3 separate regions of the Mus musculus genome follow, and all the other regions are linked to region 1. Evidence: chromatin contacts called from public HiChIP or PLAC-seq data. All regions are on one chromosome and are shown on one strand. The core of a region is the stretch at or near the end of the contact, and the rest is flanking DNA. Distances in the headings are between cores, read along the strand shown.

Region 1 (4,330 bases), core at 1,055-3,554:
TCGGGAATGTTACTCTGTGCAAACGGAGGAACACTAACGGCAAACGGGGTCTTGAAAAATCAACATATGCCGGGCATTGGTGGCCCACGCCTTTAATCCCAGCACTTGGGAGGCAGAGGCAGGCAGATTTCTGAGTTCGAGACCAGCCTGGTTTACAGAGTGAGCTCCCTCACCCACCAAAAAAGAAAGACCAACATATGTTGGAAATTGTAAGGTAAAAACATGCCAAATACTTAAATGTTCGTGCTGGCAGTAGTTAGCCTTCTCCAACTTGTACTGTTGACTGCAGTAGTCAAATTTCTATCTTTGAAAAAAGGTCTAAGGAAAACGAAGTGATGAGGAGGTACAGACTGAATAACAAAGGCTAAGGAAGAAAAGCTTGGGGGGGGGGGCGGGGCGGGGTGTGACTGACTGTTGATTGGCTGCTGACTGGTAACAAGCTCTGTGCAGTGGAAGGAGGGAGGGACCGCTATCACTCAGTGGTCTTAGTCTTTCAGAATACAGCTAGTCCTTACTACTTACAGATTCTATAGTCATGAGTTTTCTCACTCTTTAGACTCTCTGTAACCCCCAAACCCAATACTTGTGGCGGTTTTATAGTTCACTGTGGCCATACGCTGAGCGGCTAACAATTTAAGTCCAACGCTGCGTATGTTCTCAGCTGAAGTTGAACAAGGGGATATCTTCATTTTTTTTTTTTTTTCAGTTCTCACAATGGAAATAAGGACCCATTTGGTGGCCCATTTGGGGTTATGTTTTACTTTCTTCATTTATGAGATTGTTTTTTCTTGGTGATTTAAAATACCCCCGTTCTCCATACGCAACAGTGGAGTGCTTTCTATGGTTCCCACATATAAGAAGGCCATGATGTATTTTACAGAGAAAAGCACATGGACTATACGGGCTTTGTTTAAACATGTGCTACAGTGCCCGGGAACAGGAGTCAATATTGATTCATCGACAATATTGGGTATGGTGCCTTTAAACAGAAACACGCGATTCTCAATAGTATATTATTTATACATTCTATATGTAACCTAAAGTTTACCATTTTAATAATTGTATGTGTACAACTTCATGGCATTAGATGTATAGTCAAACTGTTCAGTCACCAACTGTTTCAGAACTCTTATCATTCCAAACTGAAACTCTGCATCACTGAGACGTAATTCTCAAGATCCCCCTTTGCCTCCTGGCAACCACCATTCTGCATTCGGTCACTCCTGGGACTCTAGCAACCTCTAGAAATGGAATTCTAAATATTTTGTCTTTTCATATCTGCGGTATTTCAGTTAGCTAAATCATCTTAATTAATATCTTAATTCTTCATTAGCTTAAATCTAATTAACGTCTCACTCATGGCATCATATTTTAGAGCAAACGTCTAGCTTTGTATTTTATAACCTTTTTAGTTAATGCTTAAAGGACACTCCACTCCAGCATATTGCAAATTCTGTCGCATCAAGACTTTCTTTATGGTTCACCGACCGTGTCTTTAGACTCGTGGACTACTTTTTCATTCCATTTGTCCATTCCACTATTTTTTCATTCCATTGTGGCCCATTGCCTACTAGTCTTTGGTAGTCTCCTAATAATATAATAGAACCAAACTTGCGGGACCACCTATGATGTATATAGGATGCTGGTTTGAATGCTCTTCTTTAGTACATTGTAATTTCTTGGAGAAAAGTTGAAACTTTTCTAAATGAACAGAATTTAAAATGTAACAAAACTGTTTTTTTTTTTTTTTTTTTTTTTTTTTTTCTCTTGTAGGTTGGAAATCAACAAGGTATCTTTGGTTTGGGGCATCCATAGGTCATTAGACCTTGGCCAAAAAGTCCTGTACTTTGGGATAAGAACACTAATCCTCTGGAGGTCTCGGTGGGTTAGATTAGACCAGTGTGTGTTTACCCATCGTGTGCACGGGGCAGCACACACAGAAGATGGTACTGGAGGATGCTGTGACACCGAGGGCAGGTCGCACAGTGCAGGACCCCTGCAAACACTGCTGGCCGTCTTCTTATGGAGAGCTCCCATCTTCTAGGTTCACTCGTGCTGACAAGCACAATCCTCTCAGAGGACAAGGCCTGGGAGCCCGCGGCCACTCCATCCTGGTGAAGTAAGACGGCGCTTGTGCTTATTCACCACGAAGGCCGATGGATAAAAGGGGACCGAGGCCTCAACCCTTGCGATTGGTCAATCCTCGATCCACTACTGGATTTGCCCAGCTCTCACCCGGCCGAACTTGCGTCTCTTCCCAGCATGCTCCGGGCCGCACCGCGAGACTCGCACTCATTCTCGCGAGATTTACCGGCAGCCATCTTCTTGGGGGTGCTGGAAGCCGGGAAGACCCCCGAACCGTTCCCATTGAGCCGCCCTTCGTTGTCGCTTTTCTTCACGTCTGCTCTGCCGCGTGGCCACCAACCAAGCACCTAATCCCAAAGCTGAGAGGAGAGCCCGGGTCGGAGCGCGTTCGGCTCCCCTTCGGGAAGATTCACTGGGGGAGCGGGGCAGGGGGGAGGGCCCGGCCGGCAAACGGTTGCTGCCTCAGCCCGGGCCAGGGTCCGCCGAGGGGAGAAGCTCCGGGGACCCGGTGGGCGCGTGGCCTGCGGCGGCCCCCGCCGAGGTGCTCGCCGACCCGCGGCTCGCGGGGACCTGCCACCGGCACCTCCCACCGCTGCCCACGCGGACGGCGCGCGGAGGAGGGGGCGGCGGCGGCGACCTGGGCGAGCGCAGGAGCGAGGCCGGCCTCGGGGCCGCGGTGGATGGTTTCTAAGATGATCATCGAAAACTTCGAGGCGCTCAAGTCCTGGCTCAGCAAGACCCTCGAGCCCATGTGAGTAACCCCCGGGGGAGCAGTGCTCGCTCGCAGGGATGGCGGTGGTGGACAGGCGGGCGCCCCGATCGGGGCAGTTTACTCAGTGGTGGAGGCCGAAGCGAAGAACCGGGAGGTGGGGAGTCCCCCCAAGGCTCTGCTTTCTCTGTTCGCCCACCTTCCCGTCCAGGCTCAACATAGCCAAAGCTGGAGCTGGGCTTGATTGTAATGGTCGAGCTGATCTTTGAACCGGTGTGCCCTGCTTTGCTTTCCCCTTTCCCGTTATAGGCAGACCGATGGCAAACTTCCCCGTACACCTGTGTGTGTCTTCCGAGGCCCTCCACATCGGCTTCTCGGCTCCTCCCGAGTGCTAGCTTCTCCTCCCGGTGGTAGATAGTTCCACAGTGCTTCTTAAGACGAAGTGCATGGCTTTTTCTTAGGGATCAGGGAAGTTCGAGTTTAAAAACCTAAGGTTTCGCTTACAGTCCCTTAAAGAAAGGCCACGTCTTCCATGTGGTGTGTGGCTCATACGCACCTCTCTTAACTGATTGAAGATGTAACAGGTGCTAAGCCCAGGAAGCCCCAGACCCCTTGCCACCTACATCCTATTACTTTGAAGAAGGGGGAAAAAAACCAACAAACCCAAATCTCTATCCGTATGGAATATTTGGCATTTAAGGAGAAATTGAGTAGTTTGTGCGACTGTTGAAATATTGAAAGATTTTAGGAATATTTTATGTATTTATTTAATGCAAAATACATCATAGGTTGTTTTCTGCATCGTTGATTTACAATAGCAACTTGAAATGCAGTGGCAGGTAATTCACTTATTTAATGCATGCGTTAAGTTTTTACCATATACTGTGGGGAGCTTTGGGACAGGACTTTAACATTCTCCTGGGTTGATAAGCTGCAATAAGATACACTTCAGCTATGCCCAGTTATGGCCATTATGATAGTAGAGGACCATGTAACCGTGGTTTGAATGGGGTCTGCTGCTTCAGGGTTGTTGGTCAGTGAAACTGTCTGAGCAAGGAATAGTTAATAAAACTTAAAAGAGGAGAAAAGGCCCCACTATTTCCGAGGAATGATGCATTTTCAGAATGAAGAATAGCTGAAAGGCCTAGTAGAGGACATACGTGATCAATGTGGTTTGTTCAAAAAAGAGTAAGAATAGGGAAGAGAGAGGAAAGACATGGAATCAGTAGACAGGGGCCAGCTTTAGGTCCAGGCTGGGAATTAAGATCTTATTAACACACACTTGGAACAGAGGTTATTTAAAGCAGGCCAGGACTGATTTGACTTCAAGTAAGGGTGGTTTGTGGAGACTGAAGGTGGTAAGATTTAAATGAAGGGACACTCCGTTGAACGTACTGTAGGCTGAGACTGCGATTGGATGATGGTGGAGATGGAACCACATGTACTTCACAAGTAGGTCTGCTAGAACTTCCCGATACAGTGATGTGGAGGAAAGGAAGGGAAAGGAAGGGAAAGGAAAGGAAAAATCAAGTGTGA
Region 2 (4,330 bases), core at 681-3,180, 750 kb before region 1:
CACTACTAAATATTAGGGGAAATGTTACCAACTAACCTAAAACTTTCTGTCAGGAGAAACGTCTCTGTCAAAACAATATGTAAAACACACACAAAAATCAGAATTTTCTTTGCTATTATTCTATCCTCCCAAACTGTCCCAGTAGAGCCAGCAGAGGGAGCACAACCATTGTGGGTTTGAATGTGTGCCTTTAAAAAAAAAAAAAAAAAAAAAAAAGCCTTTTCTCCTGGATTTTCAGATCCTTTATCATGATTGACAAAAATGATAAATCACAAATATTATTTGCCACTGGTAAATTGTCTCAAAAGTCACTTTTATTGAACAAGTGTCAAAACATTTTCTTTATTCACATTTTAGTTAAAAAAAAAAAAAAGTAATGCATGTCTGGTATAAAGGCGAAACAAACCCGGGGGAAAAATGCTTACAAAGTTAATAATCTACCTTCTATTCTGATCCATATTATGAACAGACTGGAATGTGTCTTATAACTTATTTTTAAAAAGTATATGTATATGTGAATATATGTCCTATGTGGATCATCTCTGAGTGTTTCCTACCCAATATCGAATAACGTCTTTGGGAGGAAAAATGAAATAAGCACAACGTTAGGACACGTAGTATAAGTACTTCCTGTGCAGAGCTCAGGAGTTCAGCCCTGCCGTGCAGGTGCTGCGGTCCACATGGAAACGGTGCGCATGCGTGATGCATGGGGAGCCCGTGTGCAGGTCCCTTCCTGAGATGTCATGAGGAAGACGAGGTAAACTGATTTCTAAGTCACGATTGATATTGCTAGTGTCTTCATAACACAAGATAGCAGCAATAAACTCAACCGCTTAAAGGGGGATTTTTTTTGTTACGTGAAATTAAAATACATTCTCGAATTTTTGGAATATTTTATAAATTCTAATGCAATGGAATGATCCAGTGTTTCTCTCCCAGGTGCACTGAGCCTACTTTCATTGTTTAACCAAAGGAAGGTAAAGGCTACAGGTATAGATATGATACTTTCTCCCACACAACAGGAAGAATCTTTCAATTTCTCGATGGTTTCCATCCTGTCCAATCCCTTTGCAAAGAGCTCCGGATAAATACGCATCCTAGGATATAAAGACACCAAAGTCCAGAGACCCTGCTTGCCAACGCTACCTCTGTGAATTCATTTCTGAACCCAGGGAATTTGCTGAAGCCAACACACCATGACTTGCTATGCAGTCCCATCACTCAGTTGATCTCCTTATTTGTCTCGGTGCCTACTAGACACGTTCTTGACTAATGCCAGTTGCTGTTGAACTTTGACCCCATATAAGTGTTAAGGTCTCCCACGTAGAAGAAGGAAATCTGCAGGAAGAGGATGGTGATGTGGGCAAATAATAACAATAACAACAACAATAATAATAGGGGAAACTGGAAGGATGACGGAAGGGAAGACCTTATTTACATGACTACAACATATTCTTTTTGGAGGTAAAGAATGTAATTAGTGAGCTGTGATTTCCTTCCCATCTCCTGAGAACAGAAAAGACCGTCTGTCTCTTGTGGTGGTTGTAATTTGCGTTTCGTTATGTTTTCTTTGCTAAGGGCTTTCAATGTTCAGAAAAATGTTCGAGTTACTGCACTTTGTAATAAAGTAAGAGGACACAGCACCGCGGTCCTCATTCCTCATTGACACAAACCAAGGAACGGGATGTCCAAAGCCTGGCTCAATGTCACAGGAAAGGCTGTTGCCGAAGTAGAGGTGGGCCCCCCCCCCCCCCCCCGAGAGCCCTTTAGGTTATCCACAAAATCAACACAAGCAGTCTAGATTTGTTATCTCGCCCCTTTCTGTCTCAGGCTGAGTGACAAAGAGTGCTTGGTGAGATACTGAGTAAGACTGACAACACAGGAAGTCCATTCTGGGGGCAAGCTGTGTGAGTGGCAGCCAAGCAGGAGGCCAGGAGGCAAGTCTGCGCACAGCTCCTTTCTCCCTAGCTCACCCCTACATGTGGCCCAGAGGCCGCAGTGATCCAGAAAAGGAGATGCTAAGGCCACGGAGGTTCCAGCTGCTTTGAAATTCACCGAACCAGTCCATTTCTAAGCATCTGTTAGCAAGAGGAAGCTGTGACTCAATGGGGGTGAAATGAGTCATCTAGACGACAGAGCCCTCGACATTTCCAAGTCGTTTGTGTGTTAATTCACAGATAATTTATATCCTTATTTATAAACTATGTTTAGAAACCGTCCAAGCGTTCAAGGAATCCTTTCTGACACAGTAGTGTGTTCAGTAAATCCAGTTCTTTCAAACATGTTAATACAGTTCTCAAGAATTCCTCCTAGATAGATCACATTTGAGCCTCAAATGTTGAACCTGAGGAGAAGTTATATCCAAACAGTCTCAGAGTGAACAACGGCCATAGGAGGAAGAGCTATTCATATGGAAACCACACCCACTGCTGAACTCACTGTTAAAACAGTCCGGGGGGACACTGTGAGTGTACAAAGTACACTGACCTAACCATGTGGCACAAACTTTGACTTATTTGTGCTACCACAGCAGTGTACTTCCCTGCAAATACAACAACAGTGATTCTACTGCAAACGGAATTTCACCGTCTTCCTGTAGACATGCCTTTCATGACAAGCATCTAGTCACGGATAACCTCTAACCAAATCAGGAAGAAAAAGAAATTCATCGGTAATTAGACACTAAACATCCCACTACTCCATCCATCATTTCTCCTCTACTACTGAATCATGACAAACGATACTTCTAAACAATGATAGTAATCAAGGTATGTTGTACAATGGGATATTAATAACCTTAGAATTAATTTTAAGATGAGCTGCTTATGTTTAAATGATTTGAAATATATATAGTATGTAAAAATCAGAGGCCCTAAAGTATGTTTCTTTCTTAACTCTTATTGTATACAAGATATGAAAACCCTAATTTCTAGGAAGGCATTCTATGATTTATTAGAAAATATCTTGTCATATTTTTAAAAATTTTTAGAATAACTTCTATTATGGTTCTCATTAAAAATGGATCCTTTTCTCAATACTAGCTATTTATAAAACAAAGAAACACACTAATCATTACAGAAGAGAATTCTTTTTATATCCTGTGTCCCTTACAGATGTTTAATCATTGGCAAAGAAATCAGAGGCTAGCTGCTCTTATCTGGAGAGTAAACATATCCAAGGAGGAAGATAGACACACAAGGACCCCCAAAGAGACTGAAAAGTTGCAAATTGTTTTTTCTGAAGAGAAAAGATCTCCTCTATGGTGGCAAAGACTCTAGCATGGAGTTCCTAAATCAAGAGACTGAAGAAAAACTACTGGTCTCATCAAAACTCCAAAAAAAAAAAAAAAAAAAAAAAAAAAAACGGGCTCTCAGAAGAAACAAATGCGGTAACATCCGAAGCCCCCATCAAATTGCTGCAGAACCTTAGAAAAGAACTGGTACCTGTAAAATCATTGAGCCAATGGACCAATGCTTTAGAAACTGCCCCCACCCCCACCCCACCCCCACCCCCGTCATCTTCCTTTCAAAAACAGGGAGAACCGGATAAGGGCCATTTGTTGCAACAAACGGATTGCAAAAATAAACGTTTAAATAAGTGGGGGGGGGGGGGAGGCCAATGGACGTCTAGCATTATAAAGAGGAGTGTTTAGCTTTTAAATCATCCAAACTGCTTTGCCAAATTTTGACATGCTTGGTTTCCTGTAGTTAAAAAAAAAAAAAATGAAAAAAATGAAATCTCTCTCTCTCTCTCTCTCTCTCTCTGCTTTGAAAAAAAAAGTGAGGAAAAATAAGCAGCTGTTCCTTGTATAGTTCAGGAAACGAGTTTGATTTATTACTTTAAGGTTATTTTTGAATGAGCTGCCCGTGGCAGGCAGAGCGCAGAAGTCACTGAGGCCTGTCCACTTGAAGGGCTCAAACTGTTTCCCGAACAGCCCTCCTTCACTCCTCACCTCTGAGGGCCATTATTGACAACGTGTGACTGGGGCCTTCCAGGATTCTAAAACAGCAGGGGTCCCGGCTAAACAATCGGGCTGCCAATTACCTTTTCCCCTGTTGTGAAAGAGGGGCCCAGGACAAAGCAACTTCTCAGCGGGGTGCTGTGCAGCTCGGAGTTTCTAACCCACTCTTGCCCAGCTCAGCATTGAAAACCCAGTAAATGGTTGGTGCCTTCACTTTTGTCTGTGTGTGTCAGTCCGAACCAGAATTGCCGTAAGGTGAGAGCATCTCCCAGGGACCGGTTTCAAATGCTCTCCAGGGCAAACAGATTCTGGACGTTGTTGTCTCAGAACTTCCAAGCAGGTTTCCTTTTCTGAGATCCACACAGACAC
Region 3 (4,330 bases), core at 1,371-3,870, 680 kb before region 1:
AGATTGAAGGGTGTCATAACAATTTCTAGGTTCAAATGATTCATCTACCTTAGGTTTCTGAGTTGCTGAACAGCAGGCCAGGAAATGGACTTTTATTTAATTTAAAAGCAATGGTTTGTATATGATTGGTCCAGGGAGTGGCACTATTAGAAGATGTGGCCCTGTTGGAGTTGGTGTGTCACTGTGGGTGTGGGCTTTAAGACCCTCATCCTAGCTTCCTGGAAGCCGGTATTCTGCTAGCAGCCTTCAGATGAAGATGTAGAACTCTCAGTTCCTCCTGCACCATGTCTGTCTGGATGCTGCCCATGTTCTTACCTTGATAATGGACTGAATCTGTGTAAGCCAGTCCCAATTGAATGTTGTCCTTTATATGTCACCTCTGTCATGGTGTCTGTCAACAGCAGTAAAACCTTAACTAAGACAAAGGGTAAGTGGAAGGTGATTAGTGACCAATAATAGCATATGGACTTTAAAACTAGGATTGGTTTTTTAAAATTAGAAAATATGGTTATTGGACCACCCCACCCCCAGCTTTGAGGTAGAGGTTGCCCAAGGTGGTCTCAAATTTCTAGGTTCAAATGATTCTTCTACCCTTGGTTTCTGAGTTGCTGAACAGCAGGCCAGGAAATGGACGCTTATTTAATTTAAAAGCAAATCAAGTACTAAAGATGCAGCTCCTTGCCTAGCATGCATGAGGAGAACAAGATTTAAATGTTCACCTTTGTATCATGCAAGAGTTTCAGATCTAATAAAATGCACTATTGTAGTAGAAGCCTGTGTTACCAGGGAAATTAGAGTTCTCTCTTTGGAGTTCTTGGTTTTGTTAGTAAAAGAATTTAAAAACAGACTCAAAAGTAAGTTCGGGGACAATATTATTACTGAAGTTTCCAAGAAAACCAACGGGACAGAAAAACTATTAATCTTGGCAAACTCTGGGAAAGGGGAAAGAAGAGGAAAAGAAAGCCATTTCTGTGGCGTTAGGGTCCAAGAAACAGAGTAGAGCTGCCAAACGGCCCCAAGGCAGGCGGGCAGCCGCTTGGAAAAAGGCAGCGGGGGGTGGGGGAGACCTTTAGAGAAGGAAGGAGAAGGCCCAGAGGGTCAGCAAGAGCATTCCCAGACTTTAGCAGTATCCTGAAGAAAAAGAGATAGAGACGAAGGAAAGGGAAGTTATGTTTCTCGCCCCTCCGTGCTACAAGACGGAAGTTCTGCAATGCTGCACAGGGGACAGAAGGCCTTTAGGGGAGGACAGGCATGCTGTCTCACCAACTCAGAAATTATCCCTTCCACCTTCCGGTGAGTCAGCTCTCTTGGTGGCTTGGAGACCTGACCAGGTGACTGACACACCCAGATGCACTATCTCTCTTAAGGGAGGAGACAATGGCATGCAGTATTTCTATCTTTGGAGCAGATCGGAATGCTTTGTCTCCACTCTGGGCGAGCGGTAGCTTATTCTTTCAGACTGGACTAGCGGTTTAGAGGGAGGCCAAGCGGATTTTACTTGGTTGGGATTTCCCGGGAAGCCGGAGGTGTGTTCCAAAGCTGACAGTGAGGTGGAGGTCAGGCCCAAGGCTATTCCGACGTTCTGATCTCAAGAATGGAGACGCGAAAATCATTTAAGAAGCAGAATAGAAACAGTCCTGGCATTTCCCCTTCAGCCAGGATAGGACAAAGTGCATTTTTGGTTTCTGGTTAAGGATACCAATGCAGGAGCCCACCGTAAACCGCCTGTATGCGTTTATCTCCTGTAGTCCCCACTCGGATCTTTAGGTCACTTTGTACTCTGTGTTGTGCTATCAAGTTCCTTATTGACTTACAATAGAGCATCTTCTTCCTTTGAGCTTCTTTTAATCACTGGGGCATCGTTGTTAAATGTTCATATTTTAGTCTCTGAAAGTGTATTACTTCCTACCATATCTGCCTACAGTATTACTTCCTGGGAATCAAAACTGCATATCTAAACCTTCAACAATCTACGACATTTGTTTGGCCATTGATGCCAATACTAGTAAAAAAGACATGGTGAGGAGCTGGTCAGATGGCTCAGTGGTTAAGAGTGCCGACTGCTCTTCCGAAGGTCCTGAGTTCAAATCCCAGCAACCACATGGTGGCTCACAACCATTCGTAACAAAATCTGATGCCCTTTTCTGGAGTTTCTGCAGACAGCTACAGTGTACTTACATATAATAAATAAATCTTAAAAAAAAAGATATGGTGAGTCTATTGTTGGATAGTATTAAAGTAAATCTAAACAAAAAATAAGATTGACATTTTCAGGCAAATTGCCCAAGCCAGAATTCAGGTAAATAGAATCATTGGAATCCCAAGTTGGCACCTGGGTTAAATCATAACTAAAAGAAGAAAATGCACTAGAAGGTAATGTGAACTTCATTATTTAGGAACAAGTTCTGATAAAAGATTCAGTGTCACAGAGATAGAGATAGTACCTGGAGGATAAAGAGTTAAGGAAGTGGTTTTAAATGACAAAAGCGGGACACTCTCTCCCACTACTGAACTTTGCTTTGAGCACACTGGACTTGGGCTTTCTCCGCCACTCGCTCCAGATCCACACCCCTGGGAGGAGCTTAACTGATTATCTCACACCTGTGTGTCTTGTTGATAAGCTTCCTGCTCCCTAGGGGAGCGGGGAAAGGAAACACCCCAGGGTGGGAATCTAGAGAAAGGGTCACACGGGGCGGGGTTGCTGAATTTTAACTTTGAATGACCTCTGTAAAGCATCTGAAAAGACTTTCTGATAATGAGAAATAGGGAAATCTGTGAAAACCTGTGATTTGTGACTGGGTGCTTGCCTAGCTGGAGTGAGGTATTGAGTTCCATCCACCACACATACATACATACACACACACACACACACACACACACACACACACACACACACACTCACACTCACACTCACACACACAGTGGATGCTTGAGGGTGAACCTTTTAAGTCGTCAGTGATACAAATTTTTAATGTTTAGGGCTGGAGAAGGAAAGAGGAGAAAACCGGAATATTTTATCACAGTAGAGTACTCTGTTCTCCATCATTAATAGAATTTGTGAACCAAAAATGTTCACAGAAAAATTATTTTAATTGCAATACTCTTATTAGGAAATCTTTGTGGGTTTACAGGTAGTGGTGCTCTCTTTATTTGGCTCCACCCTCCGCTTTGTTCTGTTTCTGAGGGCACACAACTCAATCCAACAAAATGAATGGACCGCTTCTGATCTTCCCTTTGTAAGGCGAAATACAGTGTGTTCTCATATTCATTAAGTAAAGAGCAGCGCATAGAAGACAGGTCCCTATGAGTAATGCACACCATTATTAATGGTGGTTGTAGTCTAGCTTTTGTTTTAAGAGAATGCCAAAGACCTGCTGGCAGAAGCATAGCTGTGATCTTCTCTCAGGAGAGTTATACATTTCCCAGAGAGCCAGAGGAAATTTTAATGTTTTTCTCCAAGCTTTACCCAAATTCAACCTTCTAATATTCTACAATTCTATAATTCTACAGAAACGGATTAAGATGCAAACTCCTTTGAGTTCCAAAGGAGAGGGAGGGAGAAACTGGGGAAGCTGTCTTTCAGAATGTTACCCATCAGCTAGCAGTCCGGAAATGAAAGGTTAGACTAGAAATCTGAGGTCATTGTTCAAAGTCTGTATCCATTCCCTTGGCACTGATGGCTCAGATAAACTCTGCTGGGGTTCTTTTGTTTCTAATACTAGGCTAATTATAAGGCATGTAGTAACAAGTTTTTTAAATGCCTTAAGCAATTTTAGTTTTTTTTTTTTAAAGAGGAGGATTATTCTGTTATTATTAGCACAAAAATTGTTTAATTTACTCCCGAATTCTTCTCAACATTACTGAATAAAAAAATAAATAAATAAAAAGGAAAGGAACTTGACCAGTCCGGGCTTCAGCCCCAAGTGAATGGGAAAAACAAAACAAAACAAAAGAAAACAAAAAAGGCAAGGAAACCTGAGTACTCCTAGGTGTGGTGGAGGAGAAACTTCATTAGAGACTTGTGAGAGAGCATAGACAGAGGCAGGGACCCCTGGGAAAGTCCAGAGTGTACATGACCTTGAGCTGGGCCACGTGAAAGAGGGGATGGAGGAGGGAGGAGAGGAGGGGACCAGAAGGCCCACAGAAACAAAGACTTTAGGTAACCAAAATGGTTGAATTGCACTGGGAAGAGCAGCCCAGCCCCCTCTGCGGTAGCATTTACGGGAAGGGTGGGTGGGGTATGCCAGTCAGGAGGGCTGTGTGTCAGGAAGGGACTGAGGGATTAGAAGGGGGGGGGGGAATCAGTAGGCAGGTCCACTTTGATTTGTTA

What was found. HiChIP or PLAC-seq counts read pairs in DNA pulled down with a chosen protein or histone mark.
Region 2: a contact with region 1 is called in an HNF4G HiChIP or PLAC-seq map of pancreatic cancer cells. The contact joins the enhancer-like site here to the promoter of Rbm26 in region 1. A contact is called at or near these places in 4 of 39 promoter capture datasets (the 3T3-L1 cell line, cranial neural crest and hippocampal neurons), 1 of 484 Hi-C or Micro-C datasets (uterus) and 8 of 115 datasets of contacts at active chromatin or transcription factors (the NIH/3T3 cell line, astrocytes, embryonic stem cells and 3 more).
Region 3: an H3K4me3 HiChIP or PLAC-seq map of embryonic stem cells shows a contact between it and region 1, with 12 read pairs. The contact joins the enhancer-like site here to the promoter of Rbm26 in region 1. A contact is called at or near these places in 3 of 39 promoter capture datasets (cranial neural crest, embryonic stem cells and neutrophils), 1 of 484 Hi-C or Micro-C datasets (embryonic stem cells), 10 of 115 datasets of contacts at active chromatin or transcription factors (bone marrow-derived macrophages, embryonic stem cells, extraembryonic endoderm stem cells and 1 more) and 1 of 9 other capture datasets (embryonic stem cells).

The regions. Positions count from the first base shown.
Region 1 is chr14:105,175,288-105,179,617 of GRCm38.p6, reverse strand. Rbm26 (RNA binding motif protein 26) reads left to right here and starts at 2,304. Exons shown (of 22, transcript NM_001368684.1): 1 at 2,304-2,836. The coding sequence starts at 2,766.
Region 2 is chr14:105,920,746-105,925,075 of GRCm38.p6, reverse strand. No RefSeq gene overlaps it. Among named protein-coding and RNA genes, the nearest start is that of Spry2, 26 kb to the right of the region's middle. Within about 2 kb of position 1,930, at least 135 of the 459 cell types and tissues checked have an H3K27ac peak or open chromatin away from gene starts, as enhancers often do. A contact at or near this core is called in the NIH/3T3 cell line, pancreatic cancer cells, stem cell-derived neural progenitor cells and 1 more, where this site is marked.
Region 3 is chr14:105,859,386-105,863,715 of GRCm38.p6, reverse strand. No RefSeq gene overlaps it. Among named protein-coding and RNA genes, the nearest start is that of Spry2, 35 kb to the left of the region's middle. Within about 2 kb of position 2,620, at least 34 of the 459 cell types and tissues checked have an H3K27ac peak or open chromatin away from gene starts, as enhancers often do. A contact at or near this core is called in embryonic stem cells, extraembryonic endoderm stem cells and trophoblast stem cells, where this site is marked.